Regions from separate parts of the Mus musculus genome. Here region 1 is linked to region 2. The links are chromatin contacts, called in public HiChIP or PLAC-seq maps. All regions are on one chromosome and are shown on one strand. The core of a region is the stretch at or near the end of the contact, and the rest is flanking DNA. Distances in the headings are between cores, read along the strand shown. Region 1 overlaps Srrm4 (serine/arginine repetitive matrix 4). Region 2 overlaps Ccdc60 (coiled-coil domain containing 60).

The links. HiChIP or PLAC-seq counts read pairs in DNA pulled down with a chosen protein or histone mark.
Region 1: an H3K4me3 HiChIP or PLAC-seq map of embryonic stem cells shows a contact between it and region 2, with 20 read pairs. The contact joins two enhancer-like sites. A contact is called at or near these places in 1 of 39 promoter capture datasets (cranial neural crest), 2 of 15 datasets of contacts at CTCF or cohesin (embryonic stem cells and stem cell-derived epiblast-like cells), 31 of 484 Hi-C or Micro-C datasets (CD4 single positive thymocytes, CD8 T cells, cardiomyocytes and 17 more), 17 of 115 datasets of contacts at active chromatin or transcription factors (SST interneurons, craniofacial prominence, embryonic basal ganglia and 9 more) and 4 of 9 other capture datasets (adipose tissue, embryonic stem cells, liver and 1 more).

Annotation. Positions count from the first base shown.
Region 1 is chr5:116,451,802-116,456,323 of GRCm38.p6, reverse strand. It overlaps Srrm4 (serine/arginine repetitive matrix 4), which reads left to right. Exons shown (of 13, transcript NM_026886.3): 9 at 2,611-2,915. The region is part of intron 2 of Srrm4os (serine/arginine repetitive matrix 4, opposite strand); the gene reads right to left. Among named protein-coding and RNA genes, the nearest start is that of Srrm4os, 15 kb to the right of the region's middle. Within about 2 kb of position 2,688, at least 51 of the 459 cell types and tissues checked have an H3K27ac peak or open chromatin away from gene starts, as enhancers often do. A contact at or near this core is called in embryonic stem cells, where this site is marked.
Region 2 is chr5:116,222,631-116,227,371 of GRCm38.p6, reverse strand. Ccdc60 (coiled-coil domain containing 60) reads left to right here. Exons shown (of 14, transcript NM_177759.3): 2 at 2,021-2,103. Among named protein-coding and RNA genes, the nearest start is that of Gm36502, 7.1 kb to the left of the region's middle. Within about 2 kb of position 2,656, at least 3 of the 459 cell types and tissues checked have an H3K27ac peak or open chromatin away from gene starts, as enhancers often do. A contact at or near this core is called in embryonic stem cells, where this site is marked.

The DNA.
Region 1 (4,522 bases), core at 1,439-3,938, 230 kb before region 2:
AAAGCTCAGATCCAGGTCCCTGTCGCTGTGGTAGAGGCGATAAAGGGACCATTGGGACCTCAGAGTTGGGAAAAAACGACATCCAATCTAAAAGGAGCTGAATGGGAACAGAGCCTATATATTCTTAAAAAAGAAAGAAAGAAAGAAAGAAAGAAAGAAAGAAAGAAAGAAAGAAAGAAAGAAAGGAAGGAAGGAAGGAAGGAAGGAAGGAAAGAAAGAAAGAAAGAAAGAAAGAAAGAAAGAAAGAAAGAAAGAAAGAAAGAAAGGTCGCACTCCAGAAAATTCCACCTGGCCACCTATTTTGAGGTCTCACCATCAAGGCAAAGCTACAGGTGAACAAGATGTGTCTAAGGAAGAGGCTGCACTGTGCCTATAGGAGTGACTAAGACTAGACCACTACCTTGCCCATGTGCAAAGCCTTCTGGGAGAAACAGTAAAGAAAGTCCTACCTCCTAACCCCAGGCCCTGGTATTCCAAGCTGTTGAGGATCTCTCTGTGATTATCAGTTCCGGGTGTACACATCTCCCCTCATGGTTGAAGTGGTTTCTTAGAAAAGCTCTGGTGGCCCCTTCCCTAGCAGATCTGTGAAACAAGAGATGAAGTTGGGGGAAAGTAGATTTTTATTTTTAAAATAGGAAAATACTATATAAGGCCTAGGGTCAGACGATAGGACATCTATACTAGGCAAGATGTCTAAATGCTCATAAATAAAGCAACAAAGCCTAATAAAGTATGTTCACTCTCTCAGCAAATATATTTTCAAGGTGATATGAAAGTCGCCTTTGAATCCAGAATCGCAGAATCCCTCTGCACTAGAATGGCAGTGAGAGAGAACCTGCCCCAAGGTCTCGGGCTTCCTGTCTCTGTCACTAACTGTGACAGGCCCCACACAGGCACTTGGATACCTTAGCATCATCATGCAGATTCTGCCCAGATTGACCCACCTGAGACATAGTTATGTATGGGAAGACAGAACTGTGGAGGAGACATAACCTCAGAAGGAGGCTCGTGAGACGTTTAAACAGAGAATTCTGGAATCCCAGGAGCCCCAGAGAGGTTTCCAGAGAGTGTCCGCTTGATCCCACAGATGTATCTCCTCAGAGAGATACATTGCTAGATACATTGTTCAGGGCTTTTGCCCACCTCAACTAAACATGGTACAACGACCAGGAGCCAGAAGCAAACTCACTATGACCTCTCAGCCACATCCTGACCTGAACGTTGAAGAAAAAACATATTCTCAGCATAGACCTCCCTTCCCAAGAGCTCACTGCTCACAAAGCCCTCAGTCTTCCTAGCCAGTCCTCCAGCAGGACTCTGAGGCCTCTCTTCCAGCGATCCCTGATTGTGCCCTTCTAAATTGCCCGACCGCGATCACGAGTTCCCTTCCGGTCTCCTCTAGAAATAAGGCGCAGGGCGCAGGTTCCCAAGCCACGAAGGTTTCCCTGATCCAACCTGGGCAGGAAGGGAGTGTCGAGGTATGAGCTATCCACACGCTCAAAGCACTGAGCGCCCCCAAACCCAAAAGGTCAGAGCGAAGGTTAAAGTTGTGCAGGAAGGTGTGTGTTTTTTCTTGTCTGATGATGGACTCACGTTGCCCGCTCTTCCCTTTCTCTTACACCTTTCCTACTAAAGGAGGAGTCCTTGCTTGGTAAGTGGATGTAATCCGCAAAGACATGAGAGACTTTATTAGAAGCCACTCAGGATGCTTAGCTACCTCCTACGAGGGAGAAGGACGCGCACAAATGCCTGTAGAGACTTTTTTTTTAATCGTTATTATTGTTATTATTTTTGGTTTGTTTGTTTTCAGTCAGACTATATGCCTTTATATTTATTTTGCCCCTCCCTCTCTTGACTCCTTTAGTTGGAAACTGCTGAACCGTCAGTTTGTGACCGTGACTTTTTTTGAAAGAAAGAAAGAAAGAAAGAAAGAAAGAAAGAAAGAAAGAAAGAAAGAAAGGAAGAAAGAAAGAGAGAGAGAGAGAGACCAACCCTCATCTTTATTTCTTTGGCCCATATGACACTTCTTCAGTATTTTATGCAAGCAACTTTTTCTGAGAGAGAGAAAGAGAGAGAGAGAGAGTTAGCTGAGGATTTTGGTTAAATTTAAACCTTGGCCTTTTGCGTTTTTAATTTCCAAGATATAATTTTTGAGGCCCATAGCCCCTTTTCTTTTTTTTTCCTTCCCCGCTCCCCTTTCCTTCCTTTTGATTATTCTTTGAGGTTAAGGGTGTCTACAGCCCTCCCTTTTCTATTAATTTGTCTCTTTCTGTTTGAGTTTATTGAAGACTATATTTTTTGTATGATTTCCTTTGACTTTCGTTTACTCTGAATCGCATGCCTTTTTCCCTGCATGTCTCCTGAATCTTCCAGTTCTTCTAGCAGGGGGTTTAAAAAAAACAAAACAAAACAAAACAAACAAAAAATAAGATCTAGAGATCTCCTATTTCTGTGGAATTCTTTCAGGAATTTGTGCTTTTGTTTTTTTGGCGTCTCTTCTCTCCCCTCTCTCTTTGCTTTCGTTACAGTGACTCATGACGGTTAACATTCTAGGTTACTGGCACACGGCCCAGGAGCTCAGCAGTGTCCGACGGGTCTTTTTGCTTTCAGATCACTGGGTCGGGGTCCGCGGCTGACCTCTTTAGCAAATCGGCCAGCCCTCTCGCCGCCACCCGAGGGCGCTCGCAGGAGTACGACTCGGGCAATGACACGTCCTCGCCGCCCTCCACGCAAACCAGCTCGGCCAGGTCTCGGGGCCAGGAGAAGGGGAGTCCCGGTGGGGATCTAAGCAAGAGTCGAGACCTCAACTGTGGCAACACCTCCGATTCAGGGAACTCCTTCACCACCTCCTCCCCCCAGAACAAGGGGGCTGTCTTGGAGACTGTCTCTCCCGCCTGCAGGAGCAGAGAGTCAAGGTCAGTGTATTTGGGGGTGGGCGGGTCCGCCTCTTAGCAGCAACATTTCACTGTCTCATCATGGTTCCAGTCTTCCTTCCAGGAGTCTTTATTTACAAGAGAGTCCATTCAAATTAGCATATATATGATACATATGTATATGCAATATATGCAAATGCGCACACACACACACACACATATACATTAACTTCTTTTGAGTCACTGTCAGTTAAAAACGTATCATAATACTGACCACAATAAATTAAAAGCATTCACACTAAAAAAAAAAAAACAAACCTGCATATATATGATTATAATAGTTTTATTCTTTTTTAAAAGAATTTATTTATTTTTATTTTATATGCATCGGGGTTTTGCTTACATGTATCTGAGAGAGGGTATTGAATACCCTGGAACTGGACTCACAGACAGTTGTGAACTGTCCTGTGGGTGCTGGGAATTGAACTCAGGCCCTCCAGAAGAGCAGCCAGTGCTCTCAACCACCAAACCATCCCTCTAGCCCCACAGATTGAAGAATATTATTTGGCTCTTTAAAAAAAAAAAAAAATATATATATATATATATATATATATATATATATATATATATATATATATAGAGAGAGAGAGAGAGAGAGAGAGAGAGAGTATACAAAAGAAACATTTCATCATCAACACACACACATACACATGACCTTCTTTGCTGGGTGTTGTGCTTGCTGCTTGCATTTTCCCTTCAGAGAAGACAGATTCATGTTTGCTCAGAAGCTGTCTTAGTCAGGGTTTCTATTCCTGCACAAACATCACGATCAAGAAACAAGTTGGGGAGGAAAGGGTTTATTCAGCTTACACTTCCATACTGCGTTCATCACCAAAGGATGTCAGGACTAGAACTCAAGTAGGTCAGGAAGCAGGAGCTGATGCAGAGGCCATGGGGGGATGCTGCTTATTGGCTTGTTTCCCCTGGCTTGCTCAGCTTGCTCTCTTACAGAACCTGAGACCACCAGCCCAGGGATGACACCACCCAGAATGGGCCCTTCTACCCTTGATCACTAATTGAGAAAATGCCCCACAGCTGGATCTCATGGAGGCACTTCCCCAACTGAAGCTCCTTTCTCTGTGATAACTCCAGCCTGTGTCAAGTTGACACACAAAATCAGCCAATGACAGGGCCATCATTTCTTCACCAACGGCTCTGTTGATCAAGCAATTGAAGTATATGGACATAGTTCCATGGTTAAAATGCTCGCCAAGCAAGCAGTAGAAATGTCAGGTGGGCTCAAAGGCCTGGATCCTCAGGATGCAGAGCCAAGGGTTCCCCAGAGCAAGCAGCGTAGTGAGGGTAGGCTTATCAGTAAGCTCTGGGTTTGACTGGGAGACCCTGCCTCAAAGAAGAAAGAGGGGGAGTGATGGAGAATGATCTCTGGCATCAGCTAGCACACCTGCCCCCCCATATCTGTGCACATGTGTGCACATACTACACACATGCACAGATACATGAAGAGAATGTGGAAGAAAAAATAAGTGAATCACAGCATAATGCTAAGCACTAAATGTGCTCTCACGGGAGTAATTGTTTAAATTTGCTGGTCATTTAGTCTGCACCATCCATTCAACTTGTTACCTTAG
Region 2 (4,741 bases), core at 1,407-3,906:
TTTTCATTCTTTTGTGTACGTGTGCTAAATATTTAGCACATGGTGTGCATGTGTGTGTGTATACCTGTTTGCACGTGTGAGGTCACTTGTGTATTGGGAGCACATGCACACGGGTGTGTGTGCATGTAGCGGCTCCAAGCCTGAAGATGCTCCATGGTGCTTCCACCTTATTCAATAAGGCAGGGTCTCTCAATCAAACCCAGAACCACCTTATTCAATAAGGCAGGATCTCTCAATAAAACCCAGAGCTCACTGAATATGGCTAACCTTGCCAGCCTGCTTGTTCTGAGTATCCCTCACCTCCAGCCTTCCCCAGGCTGAAATTATAGGCGGCCTGCCATGCCTGTCTGACTAATACGTGGGTTCTGTGGGATCTGAACTCGGGTCCTAAGCTTGCACAGCAAGCCCTTGAGCCACTGAGCCAGCCCCTAGTGCATTCTCATATGAGTGGCTGACTCCAGGTGTGTGGACTCCAGCATTATCGTTCAGGAACACTGCATTGCCCTGTGACATCACCGTGCAGCTCCACTGCGATCTCACACTCAATGTTCTCAATGGCATGGCTGCCGGTTCTGCAGTGTTCCACCTCGGAGCTACTACCCAGCTGCATTGCCATCTCACGCAGTGCCCTGTGGGCCGGGACTGAACTTGTGAGGCTTTTCGCATATTGCTACATGACCTCTGTAATAGTATTAAAAGAAGTGATTTTGGAGCCCAGGGGTGGTGACTGCACCTGGAAGGCAGACACATGAGAGTCAGGAACTTGAGAGATTTCTGGGCCACAAAGCAAGACTCCCTTTAAAAAGAGTAGTTCTGGGATGTTTCCTTAGCTTCTAATTTTGTTCATATCAAATGTCTCGAGAACCAGGACTCTGTCTTCCAGATGTTTATCACTGCTGGCCTGTGAGTGCCATTGGGGGGCGGGGGACAGTGGGAGTGGTTTCCTGAGGTCCTGCTGCAGTGCCAACCAAGTTGCAGAGCTACAGGTTGTGTCTTGTCCCCTAGATGTGTCGGGCAGATGGCGGGGTTGCAAATCCTCTAACACAGCAATGCATTCTCTTCCTAGTGTGATGACCCAGACCCCTGATACACGGCACATTTCCCTCTGTCACCCATGGAAACAGTACATGGAGCTAGTCAGATGAGTGACTGTGAGCCCAGATTCCGTTCCCAGCACCCAAGTGGCTCGGCTCACAATGCCTCCGATAACTGCAGCTCCAGGGGACCCAACATCCACTTCTTTCTGGTCTCCATAGGTACCCGCACTCACCTGCACAGATGGACACATGGACACATAATTTAAGAATAAAGTAAAAATTTTGAAAATATACATGAAAGTTGGACACCATCATGGTTTGGTTGCTGCGTGTCCCCCTCACCCCAAAGGTTTACCCATCAGAGCTGGGGTGATGGCTCACTGAGGAAAACACTTAACTTGCAGGCATGAGGACCCATGTTTGATCCCAGAACACACACACACACACATACATACAAGCACTGTGGCATGTGCCATCCAGCAGTGGTGGGAGTGGCAGGGAAAGACTGTGTTGGAAGCGGGTCACTTTTCATGTTGTATACTATTCTGCAGTCTAGATGCAGCAGGATGGTTCAGTCTGTCTTCCCTTGTGGCATGTGCAGGTATTTGTCTTTACAAGCAACTGAGTGGCCTTGCTATGGTGCCTCCGCATCCCTGTCAGGAATATTCTCTTGCGGGATGCTTAACCACAGATGTTGGATCTAAGGGGCATGCATGGTCCTTCTGAAAGGTTTTCACAGTGTGTTTCCCACAAGCTTTAGAAGTGTGCCATCCTGCTGTCCCACACTCCCGGACCCTGACACAGGTCCAAGGCAAAACAGGGCCAACCAGCGACAGCCCAGAGCCTCCCAAACCATGTGCTGGAGTAGAACTTTGCTCTGCGTAAATTGATTCTCGCTAGACACAGGGCCCTCTGTTAGTCCAGCTTCACCTGGAGCACCTGTGTTAATGTCCCTCTCCCCTCTCCTCTCCTGTCTTCCCCAGCAGGCCTCAGACAAGACAGCGAAGAACTCCAAATATATAGACAAGGAGATAGCAAACCTTAAGAAGGATCTTATGCGAAGCCGGTGAGTGAGCCCTGGGAGGGATGACTTGTGAGCCGCAGGCACTGCGGGCCAGGCTGGGGACAGGGAGCGGGGGGGGGGGGGGGGGGGGGGGGGGCGAGCCTCTCCATAGACATTCATCGGAAGACCTGGTGTGCCAGGGAAAGAACACAGGGGATCAACGCGTCCGAGACGCCTCCCCTCCCGGCATCTGTCCCACGCTGCTGAATGATGGGTGGGCCTACGTGGGGGTGGGGTGGGGGGGACAGGGCTGGAGGATAGGTCACAGGGTTAAACAACCCCGAGAGCTACAGGCCCTTTCCATGTGAGAGGTGGCTCTGTCTACTCTCCTGGGGCCTGGCCATGATGTAATCTCTAAATTGTGCCGGTGCACACTAGAAAGGGAGCAGACAGAAGCGAGTTCAAATGAAGAACTGTCTGGATTGGGTCAGCCTGTGGCCATGACGGTGAAGGGTTTCTTCTTAAGTGAGATGATCAGGAAGGAAAGAACCACCCTGAGCATGTGTGGCTTTACCCCCTGGTCTGGGTCCTGGGCGCTTTCATTTCTCTCTGCCCTGGCTGGGGATGTCATGTGACCAGCTCCTTCCAATCCCTGCCTTGACTTTCCCAGAGGATGCTCTATAGCCTGGATGGAGTTGTAAAGCAAAAACAAAACAAAACAAAACAAAAACAAAAACACCTTTTCTTCCCCTAGAACATTCTCCAAGAGAGAGGGGGAAGAGCAATGAACAGCTTAGAGTCCACTGTTCCCAGCGGAAGCACGCATGCGTCGCGTACTAACATGCACCCCTCCAGGTTCCCAGTGTCTCCTCGCCCTCTCCCGTCCATGACCTGGAGAAAGTTCCAATCCCGAAACCCCCATGTGACTTTGTTTGTAACAAGGGCCACTAGATGGGTAACTGAGGGTCAATGAAGTCAAATGTCCTTATCCAGTCTGTGTCCTTATAAGAAAAGGGAGAGCGGTCAGAAATCCATGCACAGAACAAGAGGTTTCACAAAGAGCCGCAGTTAGCATAGGCAATGTCCAGGAGCCCATACTTTTGAACATGTGGTCCCCAGTGGGTGGCGCTGTTTCAGGAGGCTGTGGGACCTCCCTGGAGAAGGTAGGGCGTTAGGATCCAGCCTTGAGGTTCTATGGTTCAGCCACACTTCCTGGTCTGAGTCCTGATGGCAGCCCAGCCAGACTTGTGGGTCTGCCGCCATGCCTCCCCCACCATGACTGACTGTATTCCTTCTGCAACATCAGCTGCAATAAACTCTTCCTCTCCTAAGCTGGTTTTAGGTGGGGCATTCCATCGCAGCATCAGAGAAATAATGAATACAGAGAGTGTTGAAGCAAACGCCCTCCCAGCTCTGGGTCTGCTGACGCCATTGTATCTGCATGTGTCTGAGAGTATGTATATGTGTGTGAGTGAGTATGTGCATGTGTGTGAGAGGGTATGTGTGTATTTGTATGTGAGTGTGTTTTGTGTGTGATTGCATGTGTGTTGAGTGTGTGTGAGAGTGTGTATCTGTGTGTCTGTGTGTAAAGTTTGTAATAATTTATACAGAGAGATCCTAGGTCTGATGCCTGAAGGAGAGAGAGAGCCATTCACACAAAGGGGGAGCAGCCGTGGTTCTTCAGAGCATGAGTTGAGGGGGTGATGAAGTCAGGACATGCTGGGCATACTGCAGCATCAGAGGGGCCTGTGTAGAGCCTCGGGGTAAGCTAGGTTGAGAGAGGAAAGAGATGGAGCTAAAATGTCAGGAAGGCCATGCAGAAATGTTTGGCGTAGCTGCTGGAGGGTTCTGAGCAAGAGGGGGTAGTCAGATTTTAAAAAAATAACTACACTCACTTCGTAGAGATGGCCTGGAAGGTCGTGGTAAGGGTGATGCTTGTGAGGGTCAGGAAAAGAAACAACAGGAAGAGGACGGACTCAGAGTTGCAGCCATCAGACTGGGTGTTGGTGTGGGCGTGGGAGCTGAAGAGAAAGGCAGCACCCGTGTCTGAAGGCCCATCTGCCTGTTAGGATGTAGAGGCTCAAAGCCCTGTCCTGTTCATGCTATGCTCCCAAATAAGGATTCATAGGATGGATTTTGTTATTCACCTTGATAACTTAGCTAACACTGCAGAAGAAGATTAACATGCCAGTAAAAAATGATACACACACATGCATATAAACCATACACACACACCTCACACACAATGCACACACACCATAAACATGCATATGCATAAACAATATACCACTCACACATACATGTACATATGTGCACACCATACATACACATACATGCACGTGCACATATGTGCACACCATACACATGCATACCATACACATATACACACTCGTGCATGTACATGCACACACAGACTATACATGCCATAGACATATACACATTATACATACATCATATACATATACACATACCATACATACATATACCATACACATATACATATACCAAACACATACACGATAAACAGACATACCATATATACCGTACACACACATACACACACAAAGACACACCAAACAATACAAACACAACATAGACACACACAGGTTCATGCACACACACAGGTTCTTGGATGCCTGCACTGTGGGCTTTCTCCTCTTTCATTACCTGGGTCCTCAGTCTAGAGGAGCTGGCCACATTA